3 separate regions of the Mus musculus genome follow, and all the other regions are linked to region 2. Evidence: chromatin contacts called from public HiChIP or PLAC-seq and promoter capture Hi-C data. All regions are on one chromosome and are shown on one strand. The core of a region is the stretch at or near the end of the contact, and the rest is flanking DNA. Distances in the headings are between cores, read along the strand shown.

What was found. Promoter capture Hi-C pulls out the DNA fragments that hold promoters and counts their contacts. HiChIP or PLAC-seq counts read pairs in DNA pulled down with a chosen protein or histone mark.
Region 1: a contact with region 2 is called in a promoter capture Hi-C map of neutrophils, with 4 times the contacts expected there. The contact joins the promoter of Zfp281 here to the promoter of Ptprc in region 2. A contact is called at or near these places in 1 of 39 promoter capture datasets (neutrophils), 1 of 484 Hi-C or Micro-C datasets (B cells) and 1 of 115 datasets of contacts at active chromatin or transcription factors (regulatory T cell precursor).
Region 3: an H3K27ac HiChIP or PLAC-seq map of large pre-B cells shows a contact between it and region 2, with 4 times the contacts expected there. The contact joins the enhancer-like site here to the promoter of Ptprc in region 2. A contact is called at or near these places in 8 of 39 promoter capture datasets (the 3T3-L1 cell line, 3T3-L1-derived adipocytes, cranial neural crest and 5 more) and 1 of 115 datasets of contacts at active chromatin or transcription factors (large pre-B cells).

What each region holds. Positions count from the first base shown.
Region 1 is chr1:136,623,156-136,626,215 of GRCm38.p6, forward strand. Zfp281 (zinc finger protein 281) reads left to right here and starts at 1,746. Exons shown (of 2, transcript NM_177643.4): 1 at 1,746-1,896; 2 at 2,117-3,060. The coding sequence starts at 2,131.
Region 2 is chr1:138,173,741-138,176,515 of GRCm38.p6, forward strand. Ptprc (protein tyrosine phosphatase, receptor type, C) reads right to left here and starts at 1,386. Exons shown (of 32, transcript NM_001111316.2): 1 at 1,275-1,386. The coding sequence starts at 1,347.
Region 3 is chr1:139,262,041-139,264,740 of GRCm38.p6, forward strand. All of the region lies in intron 5 of Crb1 (crumbs family member 1, photoreceptor morphogenesis associated), which reads right to left. Among named protein-coding and RNA genes, the nearest start is that of Gm41960, 96 kb to the left of the region's middle. Within about 2 kb of position 1,266, at least 17 of the 459 cell types and tissues checked have an H3K27ac peak or open chromatin away from gene starts, as enhancers often do.

The DNA.
Region 1 (3,060 bases), core at 496-2,995, 1.6 Mb before region 2:
TGTTATCATATAAATGCTCAAGGTACGACTTCTAATGGTGAAAAACGGGAAAATAAATGGACGTTGATGAAGTGTGTCTTCTTTTGTCTGTTCCCGGGAAAGTTTATTTCGGGCATTTCCACTGGCGGAATGATTAGCGCTAACAGCTTTCCCCCTCCGTTTTATTTTACAGGGTCTCTTCATCTTCCTGATATATGGGGTATACAACCTAGAGGTAAGTCTGCTTGGAGTAGCTCAAGGCTGACAGCGTGAATGAGAGAAATGACAGGTTTCTTATCTTGATAACTGTAGAACAAAGTTGGCTTTCATATGAGTGTCCCACTGCCCTTCATGCTTGGGCTGGCTTATGTGCAGCCCAGCTTTACCATTAAACATGGACACCCTGAGTACAGGGACAGCCTCATTTCTCACTGGCACTGACTAATATTTTATTACTGTCTGAAGTTTTTGAATTTTCAGTGTTCAACGCTTAGCTATACCTGGTAGTTTCAGGAAATAATTTAACTGTAGTTCCATGGGGCTAGGAAGATACAATGCCTCATGAAACTATTCATAAAATACAGTTTTAAGGTTTCTGGGCAGGCTCAGAGAGGCCTGTGTTGGTAAACAATACACCGCTATGGCTTTAATTGCAAAATTTCTCAAGGAAGTTATTACAAGAAGTCATCTCGAGAAACACTATGAGAATATGGACGTGTGATTTCTTTAAGAAAACACACTATGTAAATAACTGTTCTCCAGGTCTTTTTATTAAAAAGTCTGTGGTGTATAAATACACCTAGGAAAGTTGCTGGTTTAGATTTTTGCATGCTCGCTGTGAATGCCTTTTATACATTATTAGGCACTAAATTAATATCTATTTGGTTTTGTCGATAGAACTTTTAATTTCAAGATTTTATCTAATTTCCCCCAACTGAATAAGGAACAACTTTTCAAGTTTCTAGGTATTCTATACTGGAGGGGTTGGGAGAGTGGGGTATGTATCCTAACAGAGATTTTAAACAAGAACGATGGCCAGTATTTGAGGCTAGTTAGTATTCAACGTAATAAGCAAATTCAGACAACTGAGAAAGTACGTGGCATTTAAATACCATCTGATGATGAAGTGTGTGTGGGCGTGTTTTACAGGACAGCTGCACCTGGGATTACACGTGGTTTCCCTTTGCGTAGCCTTCAGGTAGGCTGGCACTGAGACAATTTTCTGCAGCGGTCCCTCCTCTATGGCAGTCTCAAAGGCTCCTTCAATAAAGGCAAAGACAAGCGTTATTGCTGTCTCCATTCTGAAAAGGAGTAAAAGCTATCTGTAATCAATACCGTTACGAGTTTAAAGCTTTCAGGCAGAATCACAAGTACCTTAAGGAATCCTATTCTCTGTTTGATTTTGATTCAATACTTGGATTGCAAACACTAAAGTGAACCAAATGCCAATGTTCAGTTTTCAGTGTCTCCACCTTCCCTAACCCCTTCCTCTGCAGCTCCCACGCCACGCTGCAACACGCTCTCCTGGCGTCCCCGGACTTCCCGCCCCTTGGGCTCCACCTCCGGAGCGCCTTCTCCCTAGAAACCCTCAGCCACTGTCTGCCCCTCAGCAGGGCCACCAATCACGTCCCCTCGCTGCGGAAGACCCTCCGCTGTCCGCCTCCAAGTCCCCGCCCCTCCCACCTAGCCCCCAGCAGCTCCGCCCAACCGCCCGCTTGATTGACAGGCTAGCCAGGCGGAAACTGAGGCGCAGGCGCACGGGGCTCGCCGAGCGCCCCTCTGGTCCGGTCGAGGACTTCCCGGCAGACACCGCGCCGCGGCTGCGCAGAAGCGGGGAGGCTTTTAATTCCATTGTGGAGAGGACGGCGTTATTTTTATTAACTGGAGGCGACGGCGGCTGCGGCGGCGGCGGAACCCGTAAGTGTGGCCGGCGGGCCGGGGCGGGCGCGGGAGCGGCCAAGAAGGCCGCGGGGTCGAGCGCGCCGGGCCGGAGGCGGCGGGGCTGCGGACGGGAGCCGGGCGCGGTGCGGGCTGGGCGGCGGCGCGGCGGGTCCCAAACGCTGCGGTGGTCCCGGCCCGGGGCCCGGCCCTACCGCCGTTCCCCCTCTTCCCTCCTCTCCCTCCTCTCCGCAGCCAGGCCTCCTCCGGGGTATGAAAATCGGCAGCGGGTTCCTTAGCGGCGGCGGCGGTCCCAGCAGTAGCGGTGGTAGCGGCTCCGGCGGCAGCTCCGGCAGCGCCAGCGGCGGCAGCGGCGGCGGCAGGAGAGCAGAGATGGAGCCCACCTTCCCCCAGAGTATGGTTATGTTCAACCACCGGCTTCCCCCGGTCACCAGCTTCACCCGGCCGGCGGGGACGGCCGCCCCTCCCCCGCAGTGCGTGTTATCCTCCTCTACCTCCGCAGCCCCGGCCGCTGAGCCCCCCCCTCCGCCAGCCCCGGACATGACTTTCAAGAAGGAGCCGGCGGCGTCAGCCGCGGCCTTCCCTTCGCAGAGGACCTCCTGGGGATTCTTGCAGTCCTTGGTGAGCATCAAGCAGGAGAAACCTGCGGATCCCGAGGAGCAGCCGTCCCACCACCACCATCACCACCACCACTATGGGGGGCTGTTCGCTGGGGCTGAAGAGCGATCACCAGGCCTAGGAGGAGGGGAAGGGGGGAGCCACGGCGTCATCCAAGACCTCAGTCTTCTGCACCAGCATGCCCAGCAGCAACCGGCCCAGCACCACCGCGATGTATTACTGAGCAGCGGTAGCAGGACTGATGAGCACGGCAACCAGGAGCCAAAGCAGGACGCTAACGTCAAAAAGGCAAAGAGGCCAAAGCCAGAATCTCAGGGAATCAAAGCCAAGAGGAAGCCAAGTGCATCTTCCAAACCTTTGGTTGGAGAGGGAGAAGGTGCCGTCCTGTCCCCAAGTCAGAAACCTCATATCTGTGATCACTGTAGTGCTGCTTTCAGGAGCTCCTACCACCTGCGGAGACATGTCCTCATCCACACGGGCGAAAGGCCTTTCCAGTGCAGCCAGTGTAGTATGGGTTTCATCCAGAAATACCTACTGCAGAGACACGAGAAAATTCACAGCAGA
Region 2 (2,775 bases), core at 136-2,635:
TTCTCTATAATTCTCTTTACATTATAACAAAAATCATAGAGAGCTCACGACCTGGGAAGTAGTTGGTGCATTGTGACAAGATTCTGTGGTGCCCTGCATTGTTTAAAATCATCTTATGCCAGATAAACCTCATCCAAGCAAATTCGCAACTTACCTAACTGGATTTTCTTTTGAAAAAAAAATCCATCTTTCCAATTAAAAAGCAAAACAAACTTATTGTGATAACATCAACAAACAAGTATCTGAGGCTGCATTTCTTTTCCAGGCCCTCAGACAACACAGAGCAGACGTTAGCCGGCTTAGTACCAGGGATTTCTTTGGAAACGAGAGGAGTGAACATCAGGAAAAAAATAAAATTGAATTCTGATACAATTAACTATTTTCCCCATTTAAAAGTATCTTAGATTAAACACTACAAGGAGAAATGCCATCTAGCTGTAACTTGATAATCAACTCATGTCTCAAAGAGAAACTACTCCAGAAATAATTATTGACCAGACCAGATATGTAAGAAGGACTGAACCTTCAGTAAGCAGTGCCTGCCTGGTCACCCTGTCCTGAAGGACACAGCATTTGTAGGAATTTTATGAACTGTAACACACGTCTACCTTTTCAAGGCTGTACTCTGTACCCATCACCCAGGAAGGGCGGTGGCTCTACCAGAATTTCCACAGCAGAATTCATAGGAAGCATTATCTCAGAACTAAAATGATTAATTCAAAACACATTCGATGGTAAGACAACACGGAGAGTTTTTAAAGCACCTAATGTGCTCTTCAGCCTTTCTGTAGCTGAGCATTCAAAACCCTATTTTAATAATCATTAACATTTGAGGAAACAACCCTTTGTCTGAAGAGACTGGCTTACACACAAGCAAAGCTGTCTCGTGATTTTAAACCTTTCATATTTTGATCAAAAGCATTAAAAGCTGACTTAATTAACAATTCCTCTAACCATAGCAGATGCAGGTTGGATCAATTGCTTTAGCTACATTCCTGAACAGTTTCCAAATAAAGAGAGACAAAGAGAGTCAACTTTCCTATTAAAGTGTGATCTTTCCCCGAAACATTTATGTATTTTGAACAGAAGCAGTGTATGCTGCCCTCCACTAGGCCTTGTTTCTCTGAACAACGGCAAACTTGAACATGGAGTAACGAATCTTCTTACTTTCAATATCCATCACACGCAACTTTTAAAAATAGCCATTTCAACCTAGCCTTTGCCACAAAATCAACAAAATACAAGGAAGTAAAAATGAATATGGGTGTGCTTACCTGTGACAAAGACTTCTGTGTCCAGAAGGGCAAATCCAAAGGCCAGAAGTTTGAGCCACAAACCCATGGTCATATCTGGAGATCAGCTGTGCCCCTAAGAAATAGGGTCTCCCTGAAAGGCAAAATAATGGTTATCTCTCTTGAAGTTTGTCTCTGTAAAGCTAAGTCAAAACTAAAAGAAAAGAACGCATACTTTGCACTCTGTCTTATCAGATGGGGAGCAAGTTTCCTACTCTCTTACCCTAAGAACAAACCACTTGCTAGCTACATGCACTGCTAAATGGTGATGTCAGATTCGGTTTTACTAACTTCTCCAAAAATACTGTAAAGGGTCCTCTTTGCAGGAAGTTAAAAAAAAAAAAAAAAAGGTCGTTCAAAGTCAGTGCAATGGCTTCTTACTTCCTTAATTCAAGTAATTATGCTGTTAGCGGTTCGTCTCAATTTTCCTCTAAAGGAAAACAGTTTTAAACTATATAAATATTGCTCCTTTTTAATATCTTTTTAAGGAAGCTTTATTCAAAAACAATACATCCCTCCCAAGTCATCAATAATTTTCTTACCCAAGATATGACAAGCTTCCACATGAGTATAACAACATAGGGGTTGGCAAGATAACACAGTGACTAAGCTGGTACGAGGCTCTGAAGTTCGTTGAAGACGACCAAGTGACCCAAACCAACTGTCTTTCTGCTTATGTCTGCCAACTCCTGTTATTTACCATAAGGAGCTCAGACTCAAATGGTATGCCTATTTCCTCGGTGATGTGGCTTTCCTATGCAAAACTACCTTCACTGGCTTTAAAGAGCCTCCCAATTTGTTTTTCAGGGCTGCTGGTGGTGGTTTCATTGAGTTTTATGCAGGTATCTCCTTGAGTGGTGGAGTGAGACTCTCCTCTGTGCATCAGTGAATTCTGCTTCAAGACAGGAGTGCCCCTACATTTGGGGTTGCTCTGTGCTATTTACCAATGAAAGAAGAGCAATGAAAACCAAGCCTTGTCTTTTACAAAGTTAACTTGTTTCTTTTGATCATAGTATTTCCCCACCCCACCACACACATCCCTGATCAATTTCACATGTATATTGAATTTGCATTATTTCCCCCCACTCTCTCTTTTCCCCAGAACCCTCCTATGTCCAAATACACAGATTCATCCCTAATTCATACCATTTATTCTTTAACTTTTATTGCTACACACACACCTACAAATAAACGCATCCCTACACACACATACACTCATACACACACACCCCTACACATGTATACACACACTCACACACACACACACACACACACACACACCTGAAGGTATAACCTACTGAGTTTGTTTAGTGGTGTATGTGTGTGTGTGTGTGTGTGTGTAGATGTGTAGATGTGTAGGTGTGTGTGTATGTGTCTGTGTTTGTCTGTGTGTACATAGGGTTGACTACCTGGTATCACATAACTAGTTAGGGAGCTCACCATGCGAAAGTCTAATTCTTATATTCAGCAGTCCTTAACTACC
Region 3 (2,700 bases), core at 16-2,515, 1.1 Mb after region 2:
CACCAGCTACCAGACATCTATGAGGAACTCCGTTGTCCTTCAGAGAGCCATGTGGGGTCTGAGGACTGCCTATCCTACTCAATACACACCGGTTGATGGTACATTTATTCTCCACTGGGTAGAAACTCTTCAGGTCAATATCAGATTGCCAGAATTATTTGAGATCTATCAACAGGAAACTCAAATGAAATCTGGCTATATAACAACAGCTTTTATTGGCTCATATAAAAAATAAGTTCAAGGAAAGACAGTTGTTTAACCTCAAATTCAACATTCAGAACAGCTATAGCAACTCATTGTCCCCAGCCACACTAATCAGAGCTTCATTACCACCCAAGCGTGTTAAAGAAATCTTTTTTTTTCTTTCTGTTTTGTTTTGCTTGTTTTAAGGTAGAAAGAGAAAGCACATGGTAATTGGATAAATATATGAGTTTGTGTGGACTTGCAAAGCTAGAGTGCTTCTAGAATAAGGATAAATCTATCTCCTTTGTCCATCTCTAATGTTCCATAAAAGAAAGGAGATATAACTCCAAAAAGCTAAAGGGGGGAAAAAAGCTAAAATTGAATTTACAAAGGAACACACAGAAACTTTTAGAATGCATGAAAACTTGGTTTCTAGGAAAATAAAGAGAAAAAATAGGAAAAGAAAATGGCCAGATAACAGACAAGAGGATGAGGTTAAAGACTGCGGGAGGAAAGAAGACACTGGACATGATGAGGCACCATTCAAGCAAGCTCTGATGCAGCGCTGTACTAATCTACACTGGAGGTGTAAGTGTCATACAACCTGACTAAAACCTACGACCTGGGAGAAATGTGTACAATGCTTAGTGCAAGAGAATCCTCAGGCTAAATGTCCTCAGTGTTTTCCCCCTGGCTATAATGCAATTAATAGTTTAAAAATTATATCAATGTTTAAAAGCAAAATCAAAAATTGCCCCAGAGTTTAATCTAGAGAACAGAAGGACTAGAGAACAGAAATTAGACCTTAAAAGTTGAAATATTTCTGAGAGAAATGAAAAGGATTGAATAGAATTAATACTAAAAGATAATAGAATTGTATTTTCTTTCTGAATTAATTCATTGTGATCAGTTTAATTTGCACGCTTGTTTAAATCACTCCACAAAATAGAATAAAGCTCATAATTATGACAGTCATTCTTAAAAAGTGTAAAACCAAAAGTTTTGAAACATCTGTTCCCCAAGTGATGACTCCATTAACAAAGACTGTGCTGCCCACAGAGAGCTGAGAACTTAGGAAAAGCTTGGTGAGGTTTTTAACTTAAGGGTAGAAGACCCAAGATGATATGCTTTCACTTTCATTTTCATAATAAAAGAAACCGGTTAAATGTTTTTTTTTAAAGAACTTCCTTGTCAAAGTTATGTAAGTGGACTAATTCATGGAATATCAAGCATTAATAGAGATAAAAATCCACAAGCAGATAAAAAAAGATGTAGACCTAAAAATATAATCCAACAAGGCAGAGAACAAAAAGAATAAGCAAGGTTAAACTCACCAGCAATGGGCAGGGGCTTTAAAAATGTTTTGTAAGCACTGAGTTCAAAACTAGAAGAAGGTGGCAATATGTCTGGTAAACATAAAACTCTAGGATAGAAATGGTTATCTTAGGCAAAGTAGACAATGGAAAGTTTGGAATAAGAAGAAACTTATCTTGACAAAACTTCAAGATAAAGATAGGACTTTGATTGCTGACAATTGGATGGACCATAGCTTGAGGAAAATGAATACAATCCTTCCTGATAATAGTATATCCAAATTGAAGCTGTAAGGAAGAATATCTTTTGAGTGAATCAGAAGAGACAAATGTGTGTAACAGGCATTAGCTAAACTTTGACAGGCTTTGTTCAACTGAAAAATAAATTTCCTGGAGAATTCCTAATTACTAATCTGCTTTCTTGTGTGGATTCTAAATTCACAGTGCTGTGCAACATAAAAGCCACAGTTAGAAACTTGGATATTCTCTAAAGTAGACATAAAAGAAACCCAAAAACTCTGGGGAGAAATCTTTTAAGCCCAGGCAACAAATAGGTCCAACAAAAATTTCAAGGGATAAGAGATCACGCTAAAAATGAATCAATAAATAAGAAGCAAAGAATTGTGATTGTGAACTGAGAATAAGAGATGTAAAAATTTACAATGATAGTGGATTATTTAAGAAAACTGAAAATATAAATGGATCTTAAAATGGGAGAGGTCAAAGATTTTAAAATAATTAAAGGGGTAGAACCTTTTAGAAACATAACTGGCATAAGAATCCCACTGCGAATTAAATAATGGACTGGACACAGATCACAGTTACTGGAAGGGAGAATCTGACTTGAGCTCCATGTGTAGCAAGCAGAAACAGGAAGGAAATTGCAGCTCAGGATCACAGAAGATAAAGGACAAAGAGCATTGCCATCTAACCATCTACAAGAGCAGCCAATAAAAAAAGATAAAGGAGATTTTGAAAGATGAAATGGCCAAGAATTTCCCAATATTGATGAACATTTAAGTTTTAGACTTAGAGAACCTGATAGGCATAGTGACTATGATCTTTCCTAAGAAAAATTTAAACTTCTTAAGGAGAGAAAATGTAGTATTTTTTATTTAGACAGAAAAATTACTTACAATTATGCAGTAGAAAATGAGTTCATAATAGTAACATCTTGAAAGTTAGAAAATGAAGAAGAATATTT